Linked DNA regions of Drosophila melanogaster: region 1 is linked to region 2. The links are chromatin contacts, called in public Hi-C maps. All regions are on one chromosome and are shown on one strand. The core of a region is the stretch at or near the end of the contact, and the rest is flanking DNA. Distances in the headings are between cores, read along the strand shown. Region 1 holds the start of pbl (pebble). Region 2 holds the start of CG32365.

The links. Hi-C and Micro-C count contacts between places; a contact is called where the count stands out from the background.
Region 1: a Hi-C map of the Kc167 cell line shows a contact between it and region 2, with 3 times the contacts expected there. A contact is called at or near these places in 63 of 107 Hi-C or Micro-C datasets (the D17-c3 cell line, the Kc167 cell line, the ML-DmBG3-c2 cell line and 24 more) and 3 of 7 datasets of targeted methods (all in the Kc167 cell line).

The regions. Positions count from the first base shown.
Region 1 is chr3L:7,908,816-7,915,150 of dm6, reverse strand. pbl (pebble) reads left to right here and starts at 3,197. Exons shown (of 11, transcript NM_168241.3): 1 at 3,197-3,729. The coding sequence starts at 3,693. CG8281 reads right to left here and starts at 2,688. Exons shown (of 1, transcript NM_139904.2): 1 at 1,388-2,688. The coding sequence starts at 2,544. The coding sequence ends at 1,498. Tmem43 (Transmembrane protein 43) reads left to right here and starts at 31. Exons shown (of 3, transcript NM_139905.4): 1 at 31-443; 2 at 500-1,092; 3 at 1,154-1,487. The coding sequence starts at 118. The coding sequence ends at 1,365.
Region 2 is chr3L:7,867,430-7,873,018 of dm6, reverse strand. CG32365 reads right to left here and starts at 3,977. Exons shown (of 5, transcript NM_168240.2): 1 at 3,916-3,977; 2 at 2,966-3,436. The coding sequence starts at 3,427.

The sequences.
Region 1 (6,335 bases), core at 1,948-4,447, 43 kb before region 2:
ATGAAACTTTTCACCACTGCCACCAACCGGTCACACTGCGTCCAATCAGCTGTTGCCGGAACTTATTTATAGCCTGCGTTCCACAGATGGTAAATCCATCCAGGATCGCCCGAATCGATGGCATCTCTGAGCGAAACACTTCGTAGCCACTGGCCCATCGCTTTGTTCGGTGTGATCCTCTTCGTGGCTGGGGGCACGGAGCTCTACTGGAACGAGGGACGAGCCGTGCACAATATGATGGCGCTGGACGAGGCACACGCCGACATCTACTCGGTGCGCTTCACGGAGGAGGAACAGGAGGTGGGCCTCGAGGGCAGAATCGTTCACCTATCCGGACCCATTCTCGTGGGCGAACCGCTCACCGAACCCGACTACAACATTCAGTTGCTGGCGGTGAAGCTCCGGCGACGCGTCCAAATGTACCAGTGGGTCGAGGAGGCGGTGTAAGTGGTTGTGGCTTCCAACGTTCCAACTAACTCTAATTCCAAAACCTACGCAGCGAGCACAACTACGGCGACAGCGTGGGAACGACGCATTCGGACTCCCGCACCTACTATTACACGCGGGAATGGCGTGATAAGATCGTGGACTCGCGAAACTTCTACAACCGCCACGGACACACGAATCCCAGTCACTTTCCCATCGAAAGCCACGTTCAGGTGGCGGATGCCGTCTTCATTGGACGCTATGAACTGGGTGCGGAGGTGAAGGAGAAGTTTAACAACTACCAGGAGCTCACTTCGGACATTCGGCCAGAGGATAGTGGCGTCAAGCTGCATCTGGGCATATATTATCACACCAATGATGTGTTCAATCCGGAGGTGGGTGACCTGCGCCTGCTCTTCAGCTTCGCGGGAATGGAGGGCGAGGTGTTCAGCGTGGTGGGCAAGCTGTCGGGCAACAAACTGGTGCCGTACATAACCTCCCGTGGCGTTCCAGTGCTGCTCGTCTATCCGGGTGGGCTCAGTGTCCAGGAAGTGTTCCGGTTGGAGGCTCGTGCCCAGGTCTTGCACACCTGGTGGTGGCGCTTCGTCGGCTGGCTGCTGATCTTCTTCGGCGTCACCTGCAACACCAAAATCCTTCGTCTGCTGTGTGAGTCCTGTATTTTCTAAAAAAATTGATCTCTTGTACTAAATGGTTATATCTCCTCCAGTTGTACGGGTGCCGCTATTGGTGGCCTTGGCACCCGATCCTCAGTTCCCGGTTACGGGCAACCTACTCATCGCATTTTCGCTAGCTCTGACCATTGCGGCAGTCGCCTGGATCCTGCATCGTCCTGTGATCGGCGCCTGCCTCTTACTGGCTGGCGCATCGCCTTACGTCTGGTTCACCCGCAATCTGGTCGACTACCATCGCCTGGACTAATCCATTTCAGAGTCATCTCAATATTATTTACAGGTTTATTTATTGTTGATTTTCATTGTTGAGCCAAATTGATCGCATTTGCCATTTATCCCTCGGCCAATAAAAACTTAACACTTAGTAACTAAACTAAAGTTAGAACTCCCTGATGCCCGCACTGGTGGTGGTGCTGCCCGGTGGCCCACCTCCTCCCCCGCTTCCGCTCGCTCCCGACACATTGGGCTTGGATTCGCTGGAGGTGTGCACACTGGGGCTCTGTGATTTGTCCTGCTCCTCGTGACCATTTGGCGTTTCTTCGTAGCGAACGTAGGGTTCGAAGCTGTTGTTGATTTGCACAGATCCGCGATGCAGATTGTTGGACTCGGCCTCGAAGAGAATCTCGTTGATGAAACGTTCGGCCAGAAGACGCTGCTCGCGCGGCAGTCGCTTCAGTTTGTGCGTCCAGGTGCGGGCGATGGACTCCTCCTCCGGATATGTGCCAGCCAAATACTCGCAGGCTATGTTGAGTAGTTCGTCGGTGTTGTGGGCGGTGCCTGTTGCCCCAGGACCGCCAGTAGATCCGGCTCCTGCTCCCGTACATGGCGGCGTTTGCCTGGCTCGCTTGCTGCTCCCATAATCCACATGGTTGGTTGCTGGCGGTGGCGGTGGCGGAGCTCCAAATGATTTGTGAAACATCTCGGAAATGTTGGGCGTCTGACCACCAGCGCGTGGTGCTGGATAATGGAGGGCTGCTCCCTGGCTCTCCAGAAACGCACTCGGGCAATTGCTGCTCTCACCGAAGGCGAAGTTGGGCTCGTTCTTAAAGGCGGGATTGACGGCTAGAAACTTCTCCGAGTTGCGCAGAAAGTCCAGCTCCTGAAAGGTCCAGCAGCGTGGACTGTGGAGGCTGCCCGATCGCAGGGCACTCTCCACCACCTTCAGCTCCTTGCGGTAGTTCGTGCGCAGTGTGTTGATCTTCTTTTTCACATCCTCCACGGTGGCGTCCCGCTTGAGATAATGGTATATGGGCACCAGGCGCAAATAGGCCTCCGCCCGCTTCTCCCGATTGGTGTAGTCCCGCAGCGATGTGTCCCACAGCACGGGCAGATCCCTGTATGTCTGGATGAAGGCGCGCAGATAGTGTCGGTTCTCCTCCGCTCCCGACATCACCTTCAATCCGTGCGGCGGCGTTTGTGGCAGCATTTTGCGCGGATCTCTGGATTACCCTCTGCCAATCCACGCCAGCTGCAGTCCTTGGCTATCTTCACCACTTCAGCGAATCCTGGATGGACCTATTGACCAACTGTCAATGCGAACGAACTGTGTTTGTTGTAATTGCGCGTTTGACAGATTGTTTGCCATATTGACGTAATGGTTGTGTGCGAGTGTGCGTGAGCGTGAAGATACAGCAACAAGTGCGGACGTAGTGGCAATGCTTGTCACTGGTATCGATACTTCGCCAGCAGTATTTATCGGTCAACTCGTTGTTATCAAGCGCGTATATTTAAACAAAGTAGCACAAAAGCAAGTAGTTTTAGGCATTCATTTATTAAATATATGAGCAAGCATACATAAAATTAACTGTAGCTTATATAGCTTGCATGAAAAATATGATTGGAGGCTACAACTGCAACAATAGTAGGATATTACCAAATTTAATTTATCGACAGGCCAAAAACAACTTAAACGAAGAAAACAGTTCTAATTGATTGTTAATATAGTGCAGCTTACAACTATTTTATAGCCATAGTCGTTTAATTTAGTTATATAGCATTACAGGGAATACCTTCAACCCCTTGCAAGTGTGACCATTATTTAGCGCCGATTGATTCTGGTATTTCGTTCATCACATTTGCGCGTATTTCTTGGCGCCCCCGCGACGGTTACACTGCGCGGCACACTACAGCGAAAAAAATTCGAAACAGACGCGTTTGTCCGTTGAGTTTTGATTTGTGATTCCGACGCGCAGCCGTTGAGCGCAATTCGCTTACATTGTTGATCATTTTGTTGGTTAAATTGCTAAAGCAGGTACGCGGTATCGCTAACAAGAGGACGAAGAACCGGGCGACGCTGCCTATGCGCGTCTGTGTGTGTGTGTTTTCGTGAGCCGCCGCTTTTTAATTAAATAATAAATAAATTGTAACAAAAAGTAGAAAAACAAACAAACATGGAAATGATGCGCGCTAAATGCATGAAAACAGCGTCCAGTTAATGAAAGTAAACGAATCGAGTACAAACGAATTATTTGTCTCCTTGTGCGTTCGTTCTATTGTGTTTCGAGTTCTGTTGGTGTGTGTTTTTGTGTATGTTCCACGAGTTGTTCGCCTTAAAAAAGTAACTGCAGAAGATCCATGGAAATGGAGACCATTGAAGAGCAATCGAAGTGCGGTGAGTACTGAAAGAGGGCGCGGGGCGTGGCAGCTCCAAATGGCCGGCGAATTTATCATTTTTCAATGTCGCCCAAAGGGGTTGGGTACGGGGTAAAACCACATTCGGGGCCAAAAGATCCTCATAAAAAATGTCGCTGCCAGCAAATGCAAAAAAATAAAATGAAATAACAACGACTATAAGTACATCTTTGTGTGTATTTGTGTGACTAAAAAAGCAACGGCATCGTGTCGCAGATATTTTAATCTTTTTTTCTGAATTTATTTCGGTGTAGAAAATATTTATCGCATAAATGCGAAATGCCTCCCTCTCTTCATCATCGTTTCCCCTCACTCTCCCTCTCTTCGGCGACACTGTACCGACAGCAAGAACAACAACAACAACTGAGGCGCCCTAACTGTTGTGAGAGTAAAAAGAAAGGACAAGCAACAACAATTTAAGCGATCAGTTCCTGTTATCATTGATGCGAATTCAGCCGTTTTTAGCCATGGAGTTGTAGCTATAAAAGAAAGTAAACAAGAAACTATCGAATCTTAAAAAAGTAAACAATTAACAAAAGATAGATTTAGGTATTGATGGGAAAGAGAAATCTCTGCTATAAAGTTTTTATTATATTTTTAACATTTTTATTTAACTAAAAACAAAATTGTTTCTAGGCAATTAAAATTGTTATACTTTCCATAAGCCTACGATTTCCGCAACGAGAACGTGTAACTGCAAATACCACACAATTTCAAAGGTTATTGCCTTAAAAAATACGTGTAAATATGTTGTACGGCAGGAATTTTTCCAGCGCGCGGCATAAACAAATAAAATTATCATTTAATGTATTTTGTGTCCGAATTTGAGGCGCAAATAAAGCATATATCAATTAAAAGTTTATAATTTGGTTAGGTTATAAAATCAATTCTCCTTTGATGTTATTTAGCCTTTAAATGTGCATATGTATGTAGATACTTTTGAAATCAACTCTACATGATATCTTTGTGTACTTATTCTGTCTGCTCCGCTCTAATACTTGCCGCCAGGTAAGAAGAAGAATTTATCCTGCTCGACAGGCTCTTCGCTCCTTCTACTTCCTCCTCTTGTTGCACAGAATCCTTGATCCTTGCTTTCCGGGTGGTTTACCTACCCCGCTGGCCGATTACCTCGTATTCCATTTACACATGTTGACAGGGCGCACATGCCCATACAACTATGACTATATAGCCTGTAGTCCGTGTTTTCCGTCCCTCAATGCTAATGGCATTTTACATGGCCCGCAGACCTTCGGAATCTGCTCTTCGCCTACGTCAAGGCTTCCGCGGGATACGTACGTAATTTTATTACAAGATTTTTCTTTGATGACTCTGCTCTGCTATTTGACAAAATCCGCTACACAGCGAGAAATTGGTTGATTTTATGTATAATTTAAACTTGCAGGTAAACTGAGGTTTTTTTTTCTAGAGATTTAAAGTAATTTTCTAAATATTATTCCAAAATTACAAAACGTCTTTCGTTTAAAACACAATTTTTTTACATAAAATATTTTATTTTTGGATTTCATTGTCACTTAAAAATGCTTTTAGGTCTAGGTCAAAAGCAATAGACACGAGAATTTAAGTAAAAATCAAAAATTGTCATTTTGGGTTAACTATGATTTCGCATAGGACATTTTTCGCTGCGTGGCTGAATGCCCAGAAACCCACACACACAGCCCTCTTCTTCCGATGGCTTTTCATTTCTCAGATGCCACTCAATTAGTTTTTCATCGTTTCCCTGGCAGGCAGCCAGCGAGGAAAAGTAGAAAATAAATAACAACAGCGGATTTTGTTCGGGCAAAAAGGAAGGAAATTCCCGAATGGCGAAAAATGGTGGCCGCCACCTGTGAGTCTCGGCACTTTCTCACACTCGGAAATTTTGCTTACCATTTTGCGTTTACCTTTTCTCCTGACCTCACTTACATACCTTCTTCTTCTTGTTTGAACCGAAGAAGCTACCACCTGTGGCCATGCAAAATGCGATTTCAGGTGTTCCCTCAGCCTGAGCTCGTCTTGCATTTAGTTATGTTTTAGAGCCCGATCCTTGAGGATCTGCGAACAAAATGTTACACTTACCGCTGGTGCAGTTCAACTTTGGCAACCATTTGGGCAAAAAGAGCAACAAAGTGGTCACGGTTCAGCGACAATCCGCCTCCTATTTCACATATGCCGCCGACGAGGAGGTCAAACAGGCGAAGCTTCGACAGGCCGCCTTGTGTCAGGTGTACGAGGATTTTACAGGTATTTCAAGATTCCCAGATAAACCCCTTCAGGTACTCGTTTCCAAGGGTTGAATATGCGCAAAAGCAAGAGCAACATATTCGCCAGAGGGAAACTTAAGTAGGGTAAAGTCTTTCGTGAATCATCCATCCATTCAGCCAGACCATCGACAAACACCTGGGAAAGGTGCAGGAACAGTAAAAATAACTATGTATTTCATAAATAAATATATTACTTTCCGAGGAAAGCATTCGATGTCATGTTAAGGTGATATTGATTTAAATGCCAGTCAAGCAATTCGTGGAAATAATAAGGCGCATTAAACTTAACAATATGTTTCGTTTAATAGCTTAGAATGCATCATTA
Region 2 (5,589 bases), core at 2,728-5,227:
TTACCTTCAATTACCCTAAACGACAATTAGAAAAGCTACCATATAATACTACTACGCTGGTCATGGTCTTATAACTGACATAATAAAGACATTTCAGCGATATGACAATCTTTGAGCTAAACGCACCGTATGACAAGAGATTATGATGTATGAATAGTAAGGGAGTAGCCGAAAATCAAGGTTAGGAAATGCCATACTTAGTGTAATTAGGAATAATAATTAAAGCAGTTGTCATGCAAATTATAATTATTCAAGCGCAAAAATCCACACACAATAAGGCTTTAATTGAACACAAACACAATTTCGTAAGAGTTTTCAAATGTAACCCAAACATTTCCTTTTAAGTTTTTTGCTCATAATTGTAAGTAATATTCGAATATGCCAGTGAAGTTCAAAAGTGTCATTAACAATTATTTGCCAAGTACAAGGATGGTTTATGACTTCAAAAAGAAAAGAGCTCTCTTCGATGGTTAGTTACCGTAACTTAACTCGACTTCGATGGTTTAATGCCAGATGGATTGGGTAATATACCCCGTAAGGTCAACGTAATTTGACTTCTATTCACGCCTGCCAGCGTTGGCCATTGTAGTTGGTAAGTCAGCTGTCAACGAAATGCGGTTTGTTGTTGATACTTGGAGTGTTTTTATTTTTTACTTCACCGCCAGGCAATCGAAAGTGAAAACCCGATGCAATGAACTCTCATCCGCGGGAGGATGAAACTGTGAAGCATGCAACTCCTACGCCACAAGTTGCAAGTAGGGAAAGCAGCAACAGCAGCAGCAGCAACAGCAGCAGCTGCGTTAGAAAAATTCAAATAATGCGACAACGGAGCCATTCAAGTGTGGCCAAGAGGCCGCAAGCAGCTAACAACGAAACCGGCAACGATATCAAGTGACAATCATAAAGAAAAAGGAAAATATATATGTATGCATATATAAAATAAAAATAACAAGCTTTTGTTGCCACTTTTTCTCATTACGCTTTATCGGCAGCTATTAAAGCCGCAAAATCTTGGCGACATTTCGTAATGAGGCTTGGGAATGGGGCAATGGGTGGGCTTTGGGGAGGGGGGGGGGGGGCATATCCGATTGCCAGTAGTTTTGCATGCCCAAGACAAAAGGCCATCAACTTGTTGAAAGTCTGTTGCTATGACTGTCGATTTCAAACCGAAAATCGGATATTAAGTCCACCCGTTTTGGCCTGGGAAATCGCCAAACCAAAACCCGATCATTGAATTGTAGCTTGACCTTTGCACACAGTCGCTTTTTCGAACGCCCTACCGAATGAACGCTTTAGGCCCGAAATAACAAAAATATGGAGGGGGGCTGAAACAACACACGGTAATTCTTTGGCTAATTATTGTTTAGGCCAAGACCTTGCTGGCATTTTCTTTAAACAAAAGTTTTGCTTTCGATGTTTACGCTTGAGTTTTCAGCGGAATCGGTGGGTGATTATGGCATATTTGCTAGAGAACGAATTAAGGAAATATTGTGATTGTTCGATAAGGTCAAAGGGTGTGGGTGCCGGCGAGGGGTGGTGGGGTGTGTGATGACGGCACAGGCCTTCAAATTAAAGGAAATGAAAATTGGAGGTGGAAACATCGGATTTTATGGCAGAGGAAATATAAAGAATTCGTTGCAATAACTTGGGAAATGTTTTAAACAGTTAAACGAAACATGGGGAAGAAAGTTATTAGCAAAAAAAATTATTTGTATCTATGTTTCTAATCTAATAACGCAGAAAAATGATATTGATGTAAAATATATGTAATTTCTGAAATATTACACTACCTTCAAATATCAATATCTTGTTTAAGTATTGGAACTGATATTTATTCAATTATTCATGTTTGACATTTATATTGCTCATTTAATTGAAAGAATTTATTTATAAATTATAAATTTATTTATAAATTTATTTATATTTATTTATAAATTTATATTTTCAATAAATCGAATGAATTATTAGCATTTATTGAAGTTCCCGCAATATTTAAATTACGCTCCATTAATTTATGATGTGTAAGCCACTGTAAATCCTATTATTACATTTTTGTTAGCTTAATTGAGAACTAAATTTGATGAAAATTTTCAAGAACATTTTTATTTACAGCTTACTACCCATTTTTTTTTTTTGTGCTAAGTTACCCCGATGCAACTTTCAATTCCACTTGATGTTTGCTGGCAAATTCATTGAGACACTTAATAAATGTTACATATACGCCTTTCAACCACTTTAGACCCCCAACTATGCCCCCTTATCACCCTTATCAATGCCAAGTGAAGTTTACTCTCCAATTTCGACCCACACACGACACTTTTCGCACATAAATCAAGTTGACCTTAAAAAAATCAGTGAAACAAAAACTTTGTCATATCATGGCCAGCAACAACAACAATAATAACAACAACAACTGCAAGACGCCAAAGGAGGCGAGGATTTTTGTGGGCAGAAGAGGGGGTAGTGGGGTTGTTAAGGGGAGGCTGTCAAGGCTACGTGACAAACAACAAGGTGACATAAATATCCAGTTGCTCCAAAAAGGAAACTGAACTTTTTTCTTTAATGCCAAGGCAACATAGCAAAGTTTAAGGGAGCCGGGGGATGTGGGGCAGAGTGAGAGGGGAGACGGAGACGCGTTCCAAGCAAAGAAAGCATAAAGTGATACAGTGGGCACTCGCGTAACAGAACTTCAGGGAATTCCAAGTCAAAGAAAAGTGAACTTGAATTCAGAAAAAGTTGTTAATTAAATATGTACATAGTATTAACTGTTTTTAATATTGTTTGTAAATAATTTTAACAAAATATTTGAAAATCACGTTGTTTCTATAAATTTCCCTTAACGCATATACATATGTACTTAATTTTTTTTGTAGCCCAAGCATTTCCTCATAACGTTAAATGTTGGCATTACTGCGGAATTTAAATTCCGAGAATTCTCGTTTGGCGCAAAGATTACTGTACTAACCTGCTGCTGTGTTGGCTGATGTGTCGGTTGCATTGGCCAGACGAGATTGAGATTCCTGGCGGATTGTGCCGGTGGTTGTGGATGCTGAGGGGGATGGGGCGGCTGGGCGGTGAGCAGCTGATTAGAGGCGCCAAAGTGTATCATGTTGGCGGTGTGACGTCGTGCTGGCAGAGCGGGGGGCGGGGTGGCGCAGGGGGAATCCTGTTCGTTGTCTCTCTCTAGCGATTCCTGATTCTCCAGCTGCTGCTGTTGTTGTTGTTGTTGTAGTTTGGCCTCGTTTGTTGGCGGCTTCTTGGGCAATGTCAAGGCATTGTTGTTGTTGTTGTTGTTGTTGTTGTTGTTGTTGTTGTTGTTGTTGAGCGAAAGCGAACGCGCAAAAGAACTTTTGAAATAGCGACACGGCATCTGGAAATCAAAGTCAAGATCCGTTGTCTGCTGCATGTTTGTTGTGGTTTTGTGCATTTCTATTGGCTAAAACGGGATTTCTTTATTTATATATTTGAATTTTCCCTTGTGCTGCCTCTTTCTCTGCTATTTTTTTTTGTTGGTCTCTTTTAAATTGGCATTGTTGATGTTTTCCTCTTTAGCGGTATTTCCCTTTGGATTATTGCATTTTTTCACGCACCCATAAGTTCACTTTCACACACTCACGCACAAATCAATTAGTTTTTGACACTCGAAGGATTTTTTTCAATACAATTTAATAGAAATTCAATGGAAATCAATTTCTGGGATTTATTCGCGCGCGCATAACACAAACAAAATTCATAAAGCCGCAGCTAGTTTTCGTTTGCGCCCGAATTGATGAGTTTTACTGTACTAAAATCCAGAAAAATTGGGAAATATTGATTCGTTGAAATGTTGTTGGGTTTGAATTTTAGTGCGAACTGTTGTTATTAAATGTTCAAGAATAATGTTCTACTAATAAATAGCTTGTTTTTCAACTTTACAACAGTTTGCTGCTTCTCGTAATTCACGCGACTTTTCCCGGCCGAGGTGGAAACCTAACTGGAAGACCAACTGTATGTTACCGCCAAATTCGCAGACAGTTTGTGCTTGGGTCACCCTGCTTGGGTTATTATTTCGATCTCCAATGTTAATGTTAATGTTATTAACAGTAAGCTCGTTCTCTCTGAAATAAATGAATGAAGAAGTTACCAAGGCAACCGAATAAAACAGAGTCTGCAAAGAATGTCTTAACAGCTAGCTATTCTCTTAATAACAGTGCAACAACAGTAAAAAAAATATGCTTAAAAGTATGCTAAGCATTTTGTTAAACAATCGTTTTTATGTCATAAGATCAGATCGTGAAACCTAAATTTAACAAATTAAATGAAAGAAACGTCTTGAACGTATACATTTAAGTGATTTTATAGAGACTTTTTTTTTAGCTTATAGCATTTAGTCAATAGCTTAGTTAACTGCACAAGAGTCTATAATAATAAAAGTCTATAAATACATTAAATTCGTTAACATGTTTTCAAATGTAGAAATGTTAATGATTTGGCGCGCCAAGAAATTTGAAAAATGTAGATTGTATTTTACAAGAAAATATGAAAAAGTATATTAAAAAGATAAAGTTTATTTTTGTTCTTCTTTTAGTTAAATAGATTGCATCTTAGTATTCATTATAAATATTATTCCAAATGTCTTAAAATTAATTAGTTTTTATATTTTATCATGAGTAAGAAAAGGGTTTTTTTCCAGTGCAAATTTTGTTCAACGAAACTAATAATATCGGTTGAGAAATGGAAATTGTTTTACCATTCCCCCTTCTAAGGAGGCATTAGCATTCGTTCCTCCGCTGACTAATCCCCGGCCTAATTCCCATACCTTATGTGGTATCTATATTGGGGAGACAGCTTGCCAATCAATTTGATTGCGCTGCGCTGATGTTTGCCCCTGTTTATCTAGCTTAGGGGAAGGATTTTCAAGCTTTTATCATAACAGAAGTGCTTTAATTCCCTTTGATGAACATTTGTACATAACCCCCTTTTGACAAAGAACTCCATAGCTTACTGATTTCGAAAAGCATGACCCAAAACTTAAGGTCATATCATTTTACTAGTAGGAATTTAAGTATTTAAACTAAAATTGGAAGTCATCTAAAACTATTTTTAAATGTAAAAATATTAAATATTTTATGAACCACATTTAATGTGTTTTTATTCATATCAATATATTTAAATAATTTTATAATTTAAATGATTTATGATATTTATTTATTTATAGACGTAAAATATTTGATGGAATCCTTCTGCAACCTGACCCCTAGCTACTAAAATAGAAATACGGCGATTAGTCAGAGTCGTTCGTAGTGGGTACTTAGTATAGATTTCTATTTTTATGGCCCCACGATCCACTGTTGCCATGTGCGCATGCCCCTGCGACTCTCCGTTACATAAGGCTTATATAAGAGGGCCATGCGAGCGAGCGAGATGGACATATGCCGCTTGGCTCTCTCGCTGCTTCTCCGCAACTAGCCCCCTCACGCTCTGGCCCCCTGAATGGCTCCAGTGAAGATAAAGACCACGTGATTACATTCTGCCGGCTGCACCAAAAAGAGAGAGCGAGAGAGCAGAGTGAGAATGAGTACTTGAAGTTGCTCTTATTTTGATTTCCAA